Regions from separate parts of the Sus scrofa genome. Here region 1 is linked to region 2. Evidence: chromatin contacts called from public promoter capture Hi-C data. All regions are on one chromosome and are shown on one strand. The core of a region is the stretch at or near the end of the contact, and the rest is flanking DNA. Distances in the headings are between cores, read along the strand shown. Region 1 holds the start of ELMO3 (engulfment and cell motility protein 3). Region 2 holds the start of CES3 (carboxylesterase 3).

The links. Promoter capture Hi-C pulls out the DNA fragments that hold promoters and counts their contacts.
Region 1: a contact with region 2 is called in a promoter capture Hi-C map of liver, with 11 times the contacts expected there. The contact joins the promoter of ELMO3 here to the promoter of CES3 in region 2. A contact is called at or near these places in 2 of 5 promoter capture datasets (fetal liver and liver), 3 of 47 Hi-C or Micro-C datasets (embryonic fibroblasts, epiblast stem cells and liver) and 2 of 2 datasets of contacts at active chromatin or transcription factors (alveolar macrophages and skeletal muscle).

Annotation. Positions count from the first base shown.
Region 1 is chr6:27,838,367-27,842,860 of Sscrofa11.1, reverse strand. It overlaps ELMO3 (engulfment and cell motility protein 3), which reads right to left and starts at 1,302. Exons shown (of 21, transcript XM_003126932.4): 1 at 953-1,302; 2 at 779-819; 3 at 625-697; 4 at 372-422; 5 at 12-181. The coding sequence starts at 1,030. It overlaps E2F4 (transcription factor E2F4), which reads right to left. Exons shown (of 10, transcript XM_003126933.6): 8 at 2,707-2,754; 9 at 2,453-2,497; 10 at 1,442-2,355. The coding sequence ends at 2,240.
Region 2 is chr6:27,625,809-27,630,300 of Sscrofa11.1, reverse strand. It overlaps CES3 (carboxylesterase 3), which reads right to left and starts at 2,589. Exons shown (of 14, transcript NM_001243625.1): 1 at 2,461-2,589; 2 at 1,147-1,351; 3 at 903-1,041; 4 at 616-749; 5 at 1-111. The coding sequence starts at 2,542.

The DNA of each region.
Region 1 (4,494 bases), core at 53-2,552, 210 kb before region 2:
CCTGGGCTCACTCATCCCCATCCTCAATGATGGTGCCTATTCTCTGAAGCCCATCACGGCTGATGACCTCCCGGGCAAAGGTCATGTCTGGGGCCAGCACGACGAGATGCCGCAGGGCTTCCCGGCGCCCTTCAGGACTCTCACTCTGCAGGCCACCTAAAAGCCGCTCAGCCTCAAGGTCCTGGCAGGGGTGGGAGCAAGAGCAGAGGTGAGGAGGGAAGGAGTGGGAACCGGGGATGTGGGGAACTCAGGTGTCCACTAGGTGGGGCACTGCTGGGCTGGAGCCAGGGCTGGGGCCTCCAGACCTAGGGCAGAGGTGTAGGTGGGCAGAAAAGGGCAGAGCAGAGGGGCAGGGGCAGGAGGGGCATTACTGGGGCTGTGCTGAGGCATAGGATACTGCCATTCTTGATCTCCATGCGGTTCTGGAAAAGATGGCAGAAAATAGACGTCAGGAAGGGCTCTGAGAATTGGTTAATTAGTGTTGTTGAGGAGGGAGGATTTGGGAGTCAGTAAAAGAAAGAGGAGGTTCCAGATAGGAGGACGATAATTCTGAGGAGTCAGGGCCAGGTGGGTTAGAAGGGGTCGCAGAGTGGAATGTGGGGCAGAGGAGGAGAGGGGACTCACGTTCTCAGTGATGTATCTCCCGTGCCCATCAGCAAATTGCAGGGCATAGCGCTCAGAGTGAGGCAGGTTCCACCTGCGGGCAGCAGAGGCTCAGCGAGGCGGGAAGGGCGCCCCCTCCCCACCCCCGCCCTCCGCCCCGCAGGCCCACACTCACGCCTCGCACACCTCCTTCAGCACGGCGGCCAGGGGTTTCGCCTGCAAGGAGAACCGGGCGGGAGTGGGGAGGAGTTGGGGAGGAGCCTGGGGGAGGGGTGGAGTGGGCCGTTTGAGGGGAAGGGGGCGCCCCGGAGTTAGGTGGGGTGGGGGGAGGACAGACAGGCCCGGCGACCTGGTCCAGCTGGATGAGCTGCGGGATGGCCTCACGCATCTGGACGGCGATCTTCACCACATTCCGCGAGGGTGCCATGGTCTAGCCGAGGTGGGGGCCCCCTGTACTTTCCAGATGTGCAACCTCCCGGCCGAGGGCACACCTGGTCTGGGTGCCCTGAGCACGAAGGCGGTCCTCAGTCCGAGGCTTGGCTCCCGGGGCCCGCTCTTAAGAGCCCAGGCTCCTACTCCTGACAAGGCGCGGCGGCCTTCCCAAGGGAGCCAGAGCCGAGGCCAGTTCCGGGTTGGAGTCCGGGGGTAGGAGGGTAGGAGGGCGCCGGCCCCGCCCCGCCCCGCCAAGGCGGCCCGTCCCGCCCCAAGGTGCGGCAGGTGGGGGTGGGGAGAGCTGTCAGCACAGCCACGCCTCCTCTCCCAGAAGGGTGACCCGCCCAGTCCCAGTCCCGATCCAGCAGAGTCCCAGGGCGGGGCTCCGAAAGAACCAGATCAGAGATAGCCTTAGGCACGGTCTTTATTCACTTGGACACTGTACAAATATTACAATTTCCTTTTGCTGCAAAAAGTATAAAAATAATCTTTATATAGGAATCCATTTGTTACTGCAAATCTTTCTAAATCTCTGCAAATGGCTCTAACAGGGTAAATGAATAAACAAGAGGGTGGCTGGGGGCAGACGGAGATTCGGCCAATCCTCAGGGACTCACTCGCCCAGATTCCCAGCTAGAGCTCTCTGCTCCTTCCTGTTGGCAGCCCTACCACCACCTACAGGTCCTCAGGGCCAGGGGCCCAGCAGAAGGGGGCACACGAGAGGACCAGGAGAGCTGTATGACTGCGTGTGGGCAGAAGCGAAGGAGGCTGGGTGGTGCTGGCAAGTACCCCATGCTTCCTCCTGGAGGGGACAGGGGCTGACAGGTACCGGACAGTGGGGCTGGACAAGCTGCCCTATGAGGGTGATGGAGGGTCCTCGGTTCTGTGCCACTGGGTGGCAGCTGAGCCTCAACTCTGGGAGGGCCCAGGGAGGGTACTAGGTAGGGGAAGGCTCCAAAACAGGAGAGGCAAACACTTTGGCTCCACGTGGAGTGGGCTAAGCCCCTTACCCCTGCTCTGCCAGCACCGTACAGGTGTTGGTGCAGGAGTAGGACTTGTGGCCAGAACTGTGCAGTGAGGGAAGTCTGGGGAAGCCAGGAGTCTGCGGCTCTCAAGCTGTGTAGGGATGGGGTCGGGGAGGTCCCCAGGCAGCCCCCAGGTCAGACAGTCTGTGTCCCAGCCACAAAGGGCATGCCCTTGTCAGTCAGAGGTTGAGAACAGGCACATCAAAGAGGTCACAGACACCTTCACTCTCGTCCAGGTTGTAGATGTAATCGTGGTCTCCAGGGGGTGGAGAAAGGCGGAGGAGGGGTGCAAACACTGCGGAGAGGGACAGGCTGAGGCCCCAGAGCCAAGATCCCACTCAGGAGCCACCCAAACCCTGCCCACACTCACCCCCACCTTCCTGGGCACCTACCTTCTGAGGACATCAGCTCCTCCAAGAGCTCTGAGTTCATGCACTCTGGGGGTGGAGGGAGAGCGCAGTTACATCCTGGCTCCCACCTCTCCACCCGCCAAAGCCCATGAAGGGGACCACCCAGCCATCAGGAACGTTACCCTTTGCCCAGGTACCAAACACAAGCATAAGGTCCTCAGAAGGGCAAGAAAAGAGCCCTAAGACCCAATGAGCTGTACCCCTCACCCCAGCCCCAGGGAGGAACACAGCCCTACCTCGCGTGGGATCAAAGATTTCTGACAGCTCTTTGGGGAGTTCCAGGACTGAAAGACAAGAAAGCCACTCTCAAAGCACAGAGGGCCAGCCAGGTCCCACTCTAGCCCCCGCTTCCCCAGATTCCACACCACCCACCTGGGGGTCCACACAGCTCAGACATAGGTCTTGCACCAGGCCAAGCTGGTCCCCCCAGACTGTAATTCCTCAGTGCCGAGCCCAGGGTGCCAAAGGCCCAGGGGAGGCAGCTGGCACTGCCCCTTCCAACTCCGCAGTTCTGCTGAAAGGCAGTACATCCTCTCCCTTTCTGGGCTCAGTGTGCACACCCCGGCTGACGGAGGACACTCTGTCTGAGGGAAGATAACCTGTCCACCCTGACCTGGCTAATAAGCACCTCTTTGGTGCCGGGCTCAGAGACCACACCCCAGGCCACATCTGGCAAAGGAGAAGGTGCTCTTCAAAAGGGGACAGTGCTACAGGGTGACAACATGGCTCCAAAGGTCTGACCAGGAGGATGCACATGGGAAACGGGAAAGAAGCGCTGGAGCTGGATTTCACATGCCAGTTTAAGGGCTCTGGTTTTATCCACCAGACCTTAGGAAGCTGTTAAAGGTACTTTTGTAACAAAGAAACACCGCAGTCAAGCTGTTTGTGACAGATCCTTGTTGGAGTAAAAATGATGCTGAGGGACTTAGGAGAGCGGTGGCTGCAGTGATCCTGAATGCTGAGGATACAGGAGGCCATCAATGGGGGTGTCTGGGAGAAAACTCATTAGCTGATGTGGGATGGGGGGAAAGAGAAGGACAGAGGAGGAGACAGAGTTGAGGTGACACCCAAGTGTCAGGCCTGGGTGGCTAGAGCCAATGGTCGAGTACGCACAGAGGTGGAAAAGCAAGTTTCGGTTCATTGCAGCTCTATTCACATCAGCCAAGACATGGAAACAACCCAAATGTCCATCGACAGATGATTGGATTAAGAAGACATGGTACTTATACACAATGGAATACTACTCAGCCATCAAAAAGAACAAAATAATACCATTTGCAGCAACATGGATGGAACTAGAGATGCATACTAAGTGAAGTAAGTCAGAAAGACAAATACCATACGATATCATATATCTGGAATCTAATGAGCAGTACAAATGAAATTTTTCCACAGAAAAGAAATTCACGGACTTGGAGAACAGACTTGTGGTTGCCAAGGGGGAGGGGGAGGGAGTGGAATGGACTGGGAATTTGGGGTTAACAGATGCAAACTATTGCCTTTGGAACGGATAAGCAATGAGATCCTGCTGTATGGCACTGGGAACTATGTCTGGTCACTTATGATGGAGCATGACAATGTGAGAAAAAAGAATGTATACATCTAAGAGTGACTGGGTCACCTTGCTGCACAGTAGAAAACTGAGAGAACACTCCCAATCAGCTATAATGGAAAAAATAAAAATCAGTATTAAAAAAAAAAGGAAAAGAAAAGCGAGTTTCGGCTGAGCACACATGGGAGTGAGGTGCCTGTCGGCTGTGCACAGGAAGGCACGTGGACACAGGAAGTAAAGTTTTTAGGCAAGAAACCTATACACAGATGCTGGGAATCCATCTACTCAGAACTGGGGCCTTCCAGAGGGATGGACTCTGAGAAGCCAGATTTAAAGGAATGCCAGAGAGAAGTTACAAGAAGAAGCCAGTTAGGAGCCAAGAACCAAGAGCTGACATCATAAATGGCAAAGGCGAAAAGGCACATCAAGACAGAGCAAGAGAGCACCAGAGCAAATCAGCCCCAAAACCCGC
Region 2 (4,492 bases), core at 1,340-3,839:
GTGACAGAGTTGAAGTCACCCCCAAAGGGGCTGATGTTCTCTTGCACCCAGCGGAGAGCAGCCACTGCATCAAGGAAGCCCCAGTTGCCAGGCGCGTGCTTGTCCCCAGTGCTGGCGGGCGGGTGGGGTAGTAGTTAGGGCAAGCCAGCTCCCCTGAGAGATTTTCCTCAGCCTCTGCAGGTTTGCTCTGAATCAGTCCCTAAGATGCCAGACTCTGCCTGGTCCCCAAATCTGGTCTGGCCATGAGCCACACTTGCCATCCATATGCCCAGCACGTGGCTTGCTGGGGCCTGGCCAGGCACCCTGCCAGCTCTGGCTGTTAAGCGGCTGCTAGAGCTTATTGCTCCTTGACCCCCCACACCCTGCTGGCCCCCGACCAGGAGCCAATACCTCTGCCCAATGAACCAAGTCCATTGTAAAATTCTGGTTTTGGCTGAGCCCCTCCTCCCAGGGTGGAGCCTCAGGGAACACTCTTCTCTGCCCCAGACTCCCTGCTTGCCTGGGGGAGGTACCTTCGAACTTTGCACCCTCACCATAGATCCCCAAGCCAACTCCTCTCCTGAGCTGGCCCTGCTTCAGTACAAAGGACGCCCTATGCCAGGTCTGCCACCTCACCTGAAGAAGCCAAGGAGCCCCAGGCGGTACTGGACTGTCACCACTACCACATCCCCATAGGCGGCCAGGGCAGATCCGTCGTGGGAGGTGGCGGCACCAACCACCAAAGAGCCTCCATGGAACCACACCATGACCTGCAGAGATAGCCAAGGGTCAGTGACCCCAGCCACACACACCCCTGCTCAGGGTGTTCCCGGGACCCTTAGAGCAGTTTTGGAGCAGGGACGAGGAGGGGGTGCAGGCCACGTAGAGCTGGCTGGGTGGACAGAACCCTCTGGGCTGCGCACCGGCCTCCTGGCCCCCGTCGTGGCCTCAGCTGGGCTGTAGATGTTGAGGACCAGGCAGTCCTCTGAAACTGGGAAGATCTGGTGCTTTCCATCCAGCACAAATCTGGCGTTGTTCATCCTCTCCAGATCCTGCGGGCACCTGTGGCCAAGGAGGAGCCCGAGGACCAGTGTGTCAGCCCCACGTGCCCTGGGAGTTGGACCCCTGCCACCTGCCCACTTGCCCACCTCCCCTGGGGCTACTCACATTGCAGGGGCTGTGCTGGCATCCCGCACACCCTCCCAGGACTGTGCTGGGCGTGGGGCTGAGAACCGGCCAGGCCCCAGGGGTGGCTGGGCAAACGGGATGCCCAGGAAGACATTCACAAGGCGGTCAGTGCCCTTCACGCCCACCTGCCGGCCTCGCACGCGGCCCAGGGTGGTGTCGACTTCAGGTTGAGTGGCCTCTCGCCCTGAGGGCGGGACAGAGGGGTTGGGGTGAGTCTGCAGCCTCCATGAAAGGATAGGGTAGCCGATGGACTCCCTAAATGTCGGCTCTCTGAGCACCTACTCTGCCAGGCCCTGTTCTGAGCACTTCGCTGAACTTCCCCAGCCTGCCTGTGAGGTAAGTCTCGCAATTAACCCCACTTCCTCCTCCCTGCCTTGGCATCACTACCTCTCTCCTCCAGGCCAGACTAGCCCGAGTGAAGGAACCAAGCTCTCCTTGGTCCCACAGAACTGTGGGGTGAGGGTAGGAGATGGGCTTGGGCCTTGGGCCAGCCACTCACACTCTCTAAACCTCAGATTATTCATCTGCTGAAGAAGATGTAACAAATACATCTTTTTATTTTCTCTATTCTTACATTTTGACATTAGGAAGCTTGCTAACCCTGGACGGCCTGCCCTCCCAGGGCTAGCCTGTTCTCAGAAATGGTCAACAGCTCACTGGAAAGTGTGGCCTTCAAATGCAAACCAATCAACTCAGAGCCCCTGCACCAGGGCACCTCTTCTGAGGGCCCTTGATACTCCTGGCCACTAGCTACCTGCCCTAATCACCCCACGGTTAGACATCTAAGGACAGCCCCATGCCCAGAGCCCGCTGAAGTCATTCCAACTAGACCATCTAAACCTCCTTGGCCTGCCTTACCCGTTTCTTCTCCAGCAAACAATAGAAACTCTCATCCACATTTCCCCTTCATGCCTTCTGCTTCTGGAGGAACTCCAGCTTCCCTGAGCAGCCCTGCAGGCTATGACGTGCCCCCTGTTTCTGGCAATGGGGAGCAGACTTTTCCTTTCATGACAGTCATTTCTATGGCCATATCTTACTGATTAAGGCAAATCCTAGGTCCCCTTAAAATATGACAATCCAGTCCCTGGGCAGGGCTGCTCTGGAGATCCACATGACAGCGAGGGCAGAGTTCCTGCCCAGAGAAGACGCATGACCCTGGCATTCCTCCCCATGGAGGGCTTCCTCCCTGAGCAGGCTGCCCAGCCCTCCCTTCCCTCACTCGTGCTTCCTCCCTCTGAGTCCTCCCACCACCCAGAAGATCCCACTTCTGCAGGTCCTGCAGGTGTGTCTTACCAGTGACTGCAGCAGAGAGGGCCACAAGCACACAGGCCACCCAGACCAAGAGCCTGGACGCAGTTCTTACCACTGTCTCCATGCTCCTCTCTTACAACTGACTATGGGCAGAAGTGGCAGCACGTAGAATCAGCTCCCTGACCTTCGGGACATCCAATCTCTAAAGGGCTGTTAGCAAAAGCTCAGCGGACCGCCCCGCCTGGCTGGTGGCCAACTCTAAGAACCAGCATCTAGTGCCCAGGCTGGGGGAGGAGGAGGGCGGGCCTGGGAGCGCACCCGCCCTGCAGGGGCCTGAGTGATAAGACAGACTGGCAACAGAAGGAGCTCTGCAGCCCCAGGTTCAAGTTTCTCCTCTTCTGACTCTAAGACTTCCGTGAGACCTTGCACACTCATTGCGAGACACACACATCACCTACACGAGGGCCATGACCCCAGTGCCATTCCTGCTCCGCGTGAGCCAACAGGCCTAGGGTTGGGCTGGTATCTGGTCCTGCCTGCCAGGGAGCGCCTGAGCCCTGATGTGGGATGGAAGGAACTGAAGTTGATGCTCTTTTTTTTTTCAATTGAAGTTAAAGTCACATATTATAAAATTAACCATTGTAAAGTATACAATTCAGTGGAATTTAATGTATTTGCAATTTTGTGCAACTACCACATCTAGTTATAAAAACTCTTTCATTAACCTCGCCCTGTACCTATTAATTAGTCACTCTCTATTCCCACCCCTGCCCCTTACCTCCCAAGCCACTACCCACATCCCCCAATAACCATTAATCTGCTTTCTGCCTCTGTGGATTTACCTATTCTGGATATATCACATAAAGCAATCATGTGATATATGCTCTTTTGTGTCTGGCTTCTTTCCCTGGCATCATGTTTTTGAGGTTCATCCAAGTTGTAGCACAGATCAGTATTGTGTTCCTCTTTATGACTGAGTAATATTTCAGTGTATGGCTGAATGATAATTTGCTTATCCTTTCGTTCACTAATGGATATTTGGGTCGTTTCTCCCTTTTGATTGTTATAAATAATACTGCTATAAACACATGAGTACAAATTTCTATGAGGACCTATATGGTCATTTCTCTCAGCTGCATGGCTAGGAAGGAAACTGCCAGTCACACGGTAATTTTATGTTTAATGCTTTGAAAAACAAGCAAACCTTTTCCTACAGTGGTAGGAGGAGGCTCTTACACAGCCTCGGCACCTTGTGCCTGAGCAGCCCTGCCATGGGACCCCAGGACTGAAGATACCCAGGGCGTATGTTGGGGCGACCATTGCATAAACCCACTCTTTGGAGGATCTTCAAATGACAGGGAAGAAGCAGGGTACTACCCTCAACTGGCCCTGAGGCCAGGGTCAGAACAGTGCAACAGGGCATAAAGACACTTTCTGGAGCAATAGAGGCATTTTAAAACTTGATGTGATGGTGGTTGTATGTCTCATACATTTATCCAAATTTATCAAATGTACACCTAAATCAGTGAATTTAACTGTAAGTAAATTATTCCACAATAAAGCTGTTAAAACAAGAATTAGTCCTGGGAACTCACATTTGGGAATTACATTGTGCACATGCAGGACTGAAAAACACACAGAGGCATGTATGTCATAAATGCTTTCAGTATGTAGGAGGGAAGCATTGTGCAGCCAAGTGGTGAAAAGTTCAAGGTTATACTTTTCTGCCATCTGGTGGCCAGAGTGGGCAATGCCAGAATGTCTATCCTTCAAGCACAACTTCTGGAAGTTGTACAGTTAGGCTTAGGCACAGTGGGCAGAAGGCAGGGGACATTCCTCCTGAGAAATCTAGTGTCCTAGTGTCCAGAGTGTCAGAGGTAGGGAGTCCTGGGACTACAAGAAAAGGGATACAGTCTCTTAATGACAAAAGAGAGAGTGCTTTGGCGGAACAAAAAGGCAGAATGGACATAATTTGGTAACTTTGCATGTTGAGATAAAATATGAGAGGGTTTTATATGGATGAGAGGGTGAGGAAAGGAATAACCATTTAGGGAAAACAATGGGGTAAGCGGGA